Regions from separate parts of the Oryctolagus cuniculus genome. Here region 1 is linked to region 2. The links are chromatin contacts, called in public Micro-C maps. All regions are on one chromosome and are shown on one strand. The core of a region is the stretch at or near the end of the contact, and the rest is flanking DNA. Distances in the headings are between cores, read along the strand shown.

The links. Hi-C and Micro-C count contacts between places; a contact is called where the count stands out from the background.
Region 1: a contact with region 2 is called in a Micro-C map of ear pinna, with 3 times the contacts expected there. The contact joins the promoter of SLC38A1 here to the promoter of SCAF11 in region 2. A contact is called at or near these places in 2 of 6 Hi-C or Micro-C datasets (ear pinna and skin fibroblasts).

The regions. Positions count from the first base shown.
Region 1 is chr9:136,873,653-136,876,770 of mOryCun1.1, reverse strand. It overlaps SLC38A1 (solute carrier family 38 member 1), which reads left to right and starts at 1,642. Exons shown (of 17, transcript XM_051851014.2): 1 at 1,642-1,779. It overlaps LOC138843666 (homeobox protein MIXL1-like), which reads left to right and starts at 1,428. Exons shown (of 5, transcript XM_070048364.1): 1 at 1,428-1,461; 2 at 1,562-1,779; 3 at 2,373-2,455; 4 at 2,587-2,699; 5 at 2,900-2,985. The coding sequence starts at 1,428. The coding sequence ends at 2,985.
Region 2 is chr9:136,738,179-136,741,323 of mOryCun1.1, reverse strand. It overlaps SCAF11 (SR-related CTD associated factor 11), which reads left to right and starts at 1,356. Exons shown (of 15, transcript XM_008259359.4): 1 at 1,356-1,489.

The DNA of each region.
Region 1 (3,118 bases), core at 393-2,892, 140 kb before region 2:
GGAAATCAAGGCACCGAGAAGTTAAAACTTGCCCAAGATCTCAGAGCTGATCGTGGTGTTGGAGCCCAGTCCACCCACACCGTGCAGCCTCACAAAGTCCTGTCCCAGTCTGCACCGCACCTCAGCTTGTGCAGGTGCAGTGTCTGGCACTGGGACTCTTCCACGTTTTCATTAGCACATCCTTGCAGACAGAGTGCCCTCTCGTGCACCCTCCAGCAGGGAGGCAGCTCCCGGTCCTTCAGAGAGGCTCTTCCAGGATCAGGGAACAAGGGCACGGCCAGCCGTGGGGACCCGGCTCTGAAGGCTGGTGCATGACCCTGGGTGCTGTGAAGCCATTTGTAAAGTGACCTGCTGCCCGTCTTCCAGCAGCCACACGGTGGCCGGGGAGGCTTCACCCTGACACCCTTGCCCCCGTTTAAGACCAGAACAAGTGGGGTGGGTAGGGGCAAGGACCCCGAGAGAGCCTGCACCCACACGTATCCTGGAGAAGGACTCGCCTGGCGACCAGGCCCCCCAGTTGACCTGTGAGGCCTCTGCGTTGGCGTCTATTCTGCTGCAGGTGGTTAGCAAAGGTATAGGGAGGCCTAGAAGGGTGTGAGTGGAGCCCACACATGCCCCCTGGGAGTGTGCAGCTGGAGCCCAGCCTGTGGCCTGAACCCGCCTGAACACAGGCCCAGTGCCACCCATTCCCGCACTCGACCCACTTGCTCCTGTAAGCACAGCCACGTTCACCTCTTGGAATCTACTTTTGGGGCGACGCTGTGGCTTAGCAGATAAAACCACCTGCTGTGCCGGCACCCTATATGGGCGCGGGTTCAAGTCCCGGCTGCTCCACTTCCGATCCAGCTCTCTGCTATGGCCTGGGAAAGCAGAAGATGGCCCAAGTGCTTGGGCCCCTGCACCCGCATGAGAGACCCGGAAGAAGCTCCTGGTTCCTGGTTTCAGATCAGCACAGCTCTGGCCGTTGCAGCCACTTAGGGAGTGAGCCAGAGGATGGAAGACCTTTCCTTTTCTCTCTCCACCTTTCAAATAAATAACTTAAAAATAAACACACAGAGGATGATGCCTCATTGAGGGATTTAAAGCCGCAAACAGAATAACACTGACAGCACTGTCTCTGGCACAGTCCCTTGGGAACCCCAGCCACAAAAGTCTGGGTTATGGCAGCCGTCTGGGTGCACAGAACCCAGCAAATAAATGAGAACTAAAACCAACAGATTCGTTTGGGATTTGATTCTCTGCAAGCACCACGCTGATGACCGCACCTGCCGGCACCAGGCGGACAGTTCAACAAGGCTGAGCCCGCCCCTTCACCTGCGCCAGGGAAGGTGCGCACCCCTGCAAATCAGCAGTTCCCACTCAGTCAGCCAACGCTGCGAAGGCAGGGGGGAGGCGCCCACGCCCGCGGCCCACGGAGCTTCGCCACGATGTATGTGTGCACCGGTGTGCGCCTGGTCACAAGTCAGGGGTTCGCGGCCAGGACAAGAGGTTAAGCCGCCGAGGGAGAAACCCCAGACGGTCCGACCGGGGCGGGGCGCGTGTCCGTCCCGCCGGCCTCCAGACCTCCCGCCGCTCCCCTGGCGGCCTCTGGAGGGGAGCGGCAGCGGCAGCGGCAGCGGCGCCGGCCCTGGTTGTCCAGCGGCGGCCCCCGCGCGACAGCCGCGTGAGCAGCGCTCCGAGCCCCCTTCCCGCTGCGGCTTCGAAGGCGACCGGGCGCCGCAGCCTCCGCAGCCACCCCGCCGCCCCGCACTGCAGCGACTGCGCCCGGCGGACGCGCAGGTGGGGCTGCTTCTAGTCTCCACTAGGAGGAGAGGGCTCGGCAGTGTAGGCCGGGCCCGGAACAAAGGGTGCGCGGGAGGACGCGAGCGGCCCGCAGCGCGCCTAGCCAGGTGCGCGTCCCGGACTCCGCGTGACTTTGGGTCCCTCCCGACCCGCAAGATCTCCAGATCCGAGCTCTGACTGTAGATCTAGGGCGGGCGCCGAGCCTGCGGGGGCCGCATCCTGCAGAGGGGCGGCGCCTCAGCTGAGGACTAGAACAAAGGGATCCAGAGGTACTCGCTCGCCGCGCTCCCTCGGCCGGCGCGCTCGGCCGTCTGCGGGGTCCGCGGGGCGCGTGCGTGGCCGTGCCCTGCCGCAGCGAACCTCCCGGCGCCCCCAGATGCAGCCCCCGAGCGCACGGCCCTCCTTCCCTGCGCCTGTCCAGGTCCCCCCGGCTCCCGCGGCGCCTCCGCCTGCGTCCTCCTGGCCACCCCGCCCCCCGTCCGCCCTGCGCCCCCTCCTAGCCGTGCAGACGGGCCGCGGTCGCAGCACCGGCGGGAGGCGCGGCCGCCGGCGGGAACACCCCGTGACCCGCTCAGCTCCGTGACTCGCAGCTGTGGTTCCAGAGCCGGCGCGCGGCCGAGGAGGAATGGCCCGGCTCTCCCGCTAGAGCCGCGCGAGCCATGGAGGCCCAAGGGTAGGCGCGCGACGGTGGCGGGACCTTCAGCTCCCGAGGCCGCGGCTGGGGACGGGGGGAGGGGTGGCTGTGATGCAATCCGCCCGCGGAAAGGAGGAGCAGGGCCGGGCGGCCACGCCACGCGCCTGAAGGTCGCTGGAGCCTCCGTCCCTCGCCTTCCCGGGAGAGCGCGCCCCGGACCCGCTTTGGCCGCTTCCCCTGCTGGCCAAGCTCGTGTGGGCCTCCTTCCCCGAAGAGCTGGGAGGTAAGCGGAGCGGCCACGCTGCCGCGTCCCTGCCGCGGGCGGGCCTTTTTCTCTCAGGAAAGGAGAAAGCCAGGTCCGCGGCACCGCGTGGCGCCAGCTCGCGTGATATCTCCTCGGGGTCACGGGATCCGGGGCTCCAGCGCAGCGGGCGGCAGGAGCGCGAGAGTCCCCGGCCCCGGTACTTGGCGTCGGGCCCGCAGGCCCCGAGGGGACCGCAGCCGTCCCCGGGGCGCTGGGGCCGGGGCGCGGGGGACCCGGAGCGCCTGGCTACTGTCCCCCGGGATGAGAAGAGGATCTGCGGGGCGCGGCTAACGGGTGCTGGCGGCGACTCGGGTCCCGCCTCACCCGGGAGGTTCTTTCCAAACCGAAGAGGCATGCGGGGCGGGGGTACTTTTCCATCGCCAGGACCGGTGTGAGTC
Region 2 (3,145 bases), core at 107-2,606:
ATCAGAACTTCTTGTTATGCACAAAAAAAAAAAAAAAAAAAAAAAAAGAAAAGAAAAAAGAAAAATCAGCAACAACTTGCTGATTTCTAAGGACCTCCATAAGTCTTAAGTGACAGGTCGGTTTTGGAACATTCGCCACTAGGTCGCTGTCTGTGTACCAGAGCTTCCTCTCCATGTGTTTTTCTCCTGAGTCTCGTGCGTCATGTTCTGTGGTTATAATCCAATCGACAACGATGGTGGGCACATCAGCCTCACTCGCCTGCTTACAGTCCATCTTTTGCGTATGTACCGCTAGCGTACTGTGAATTTTACCCTCCTGAATTGTCAGGGTGCAGCCATGGAAATGCTCGTGCCCAGGTCGTGGTCTTCCCTGGGAGACGAGAGGCCGTCCCCAGCCGCGGCTTCCTGCTTGGGACAGGCCGAGGAGGGACAGTCCTGGCCACCTCGCGGCACGGTCACGAGCGAGCAGCAGCGACGTCTGGCCCCTCTGTGTCCATCTACGGCGTGCACGTGTTCGAAACCTCACACTGTGCTCCAGTCACTACCGCCAGCCAGAAGCGGAAGCCGTCATTTTCGGAGAGCACTTTGCCGCCCCGCGCTCGCAGAACGCCTCGGAGGCCGGCCGGCGTGAACACGACCTGCCGGAAGCTGAGGGGCCAGCGCGGTCCCTCGCCGCGGGCGAGCCCGCTCCCACGGGCGCGGCCTGGCGCTCGGCCCTGGGCCCTGGCCGGCTCGCCTCACGACGCCTGAGGGCCAGCGCGGTCCCTCGCCGCGGGCGAGCCCGCTCCCACGGACGCGGCCTGGCGCTCGGCCCTGGGCCCTGGCCGGCTCGCCTCACGACGCCCCCGGCCGCGTCTCGGTGCGGGGCCCCGCACAAGGCCCGGCCCGCTGGGGACGCGGGTGCCATCGGCCCGCGCCTCCGATGGCCGCCCGTGCACACTCCTCACACCCCGTGACCCCCACAGAGGGCAGAGCCGGCGGGCCGCCGCCGCAGAGCCGCCTGCCCGAGACCACCGGGCAGGGCAGGCCCGGTCCCGCAGAGCGCACGCGCACAGCCAGGCTCGGCGCGCGGCGGGGCGGCGGGCTGGGAGCGCATTTCCCAGAAGCCCTCGCCGCCGGCTCCCTCCCGCTCGCGGACGCACGGCGTGGCCCCGCCCACCGCGCCCCGCAGCCCGCGGCGGGTTGTCGGCGCCCCCCGGCGGCCGCGCCGAGCGCTGCGGGCTGTGGGCCCGGGCGGGCGGGAAGAAGGCTGGGCCGGTCGCCGCCGTCGTCACCGCGGCGCGCCGGCCTGAGGCGGCGCGGAGGGAGGGAGGCGGGAGCGAAGAGGAGGCCCACGCGGCGGGGGAGGGAGCAGCGCAGCGCGGCCCGCTCCCGCCTCGCGCCTCCCTCGGCGGCCCGCGAGCCGGCGCCGTGGCCCCCCGCGTTCGGGAGCTCGGCGGCGCAGGGACGGGCCTCGGTCCCCGCGGCGGGGCCTCGACCTCGGCCTGAGGTAAACGCGGGCGGCCCGGGGTGGGGAGGGCCGGCGCGGGCTGGGAGCGGCCCGGGCGGCCCGAGTTGGGAGTCTCGCGCGGCGGAAAGTTGAGGCTGCGGCCGGGCCCCGCGCCTCGCCGGCCCCGTCCCGGTCCCTCCTCCGTCCGGTCCTCGGCCTCGGCCCGGCCCCGTCCCCGCGGGCAGGCCCCGCTCTCGCCGCCGACACCCGCCCCGCCGCGCCGGCGACGCTGGGGACTTGGCTTTTGTCGCCGGCGCGCGGCCGCTGCGAAGCCAAACTTTACTGCGCGGCGACCTCGGTGCCGCCGGCCGCCCGCCCGCCCGCCCGGGAGGCCGCCGCTGACCGCCGCCGCGGCCGCGTCTCCGGCCTGCGGGCGCCTCCAGCCAGGCGGCGGCGGAGTCGCCCCTCCGGCTCGCCCTTGGTGAGAGCCCGCAGGAGAAAAGTTGCTGGGTCTTTGGGCGGTGGTGTTGTTAACTGGGGGGCAGGAGGAAACGGAGTAGAGAGCTGTCTTCGGGTTTTCTTTTGTTTTATGCGGTCCTGTCAGAGAACCTGGTTGGATTTCTGTCTCGTCTTTGCAATGTGAGTTTTTAAAAAGTTGGTAATTCTTGTTCTAGTTAGCTGCACTTTAGCGGTCATGTGTTTTGGAGCTTGCGAATGTTTTGGCAATCGTTCAGTTTCGCATTCGGATAGCGATTGGGGCGAGCAGGACCTTGAGACTTTGATACGTGTTTAAGATCTCACCGTGGTAGAGTTTGAGTATGGCAAGGGGGCAGGAAACTGTGGAAAGTGTACATTGTTTCCAAATACGCTGCTCGAAGACGTGAAAATCTCAAGGAGTTTTCCCTCCCCTGTAAAATCTTCTTTTGGGAGTGGGGCCGTGGCTAAGATGGAAACTCTGTGGGTTGTTCAGCTTTTCTTGAAGACATGTGCTGTCGGTTGAATCAGTGCAGTTTCAGGCTGCCATTGATTCATCATCAGTAACATCTTTCAGTATGCAGAAAATCCAATATTACATATGTCATTAGCTTAATACTGAACTTTTTAGCAACATCAGGAAGCAAAAGTTGTAAAAACTTAACTAAAGAGAGTAGCAGGCATACAAATAATAGTTATTGAATGTTCATTGTAACTTTTTCAAGCTCTGCCATCATCTGCTCTTATCTAAAGATTTACTTATTTGAAAAGCAGAATGTGTGTGTGAGTGTGTCTTTGTGTGTCATGGGAGGGGGTGTATCTTCCATTTGATAGTTCATGCCCCAATGGCTGCAGCAGCCAGGAGCCTGGAACGCCATGCTGGTCTCCCAAATGGGTGGCAGGGACCCGAGTACTTGGCCATCTTCTGCTGCCTTCCTAGGCAGGTTAACAGGGAACTGGTTTGGAATCAGACTAGCTAGTACTTCAGCCAGCACTCTGGTACAGGATGCCAGTTGCTGGTGTTGCAACTGCTAGCTTCACCTGCACCACAACACTGGCCCCTAACCATGTAAATTGAGTTGTAACCTTGTTCAGTGAAACAGAGAAACTTAAAATGCAGGTTCTTATTTATATCTTCTGTCCCCAGGAGAAGTTTATTAGCCTTGTGCTTTGTCTTGCATCTGAGCAATGCCAATTGTTAACATCACTGGTAAGAGAGAGGTCAGAGTTAAAATATCCAGC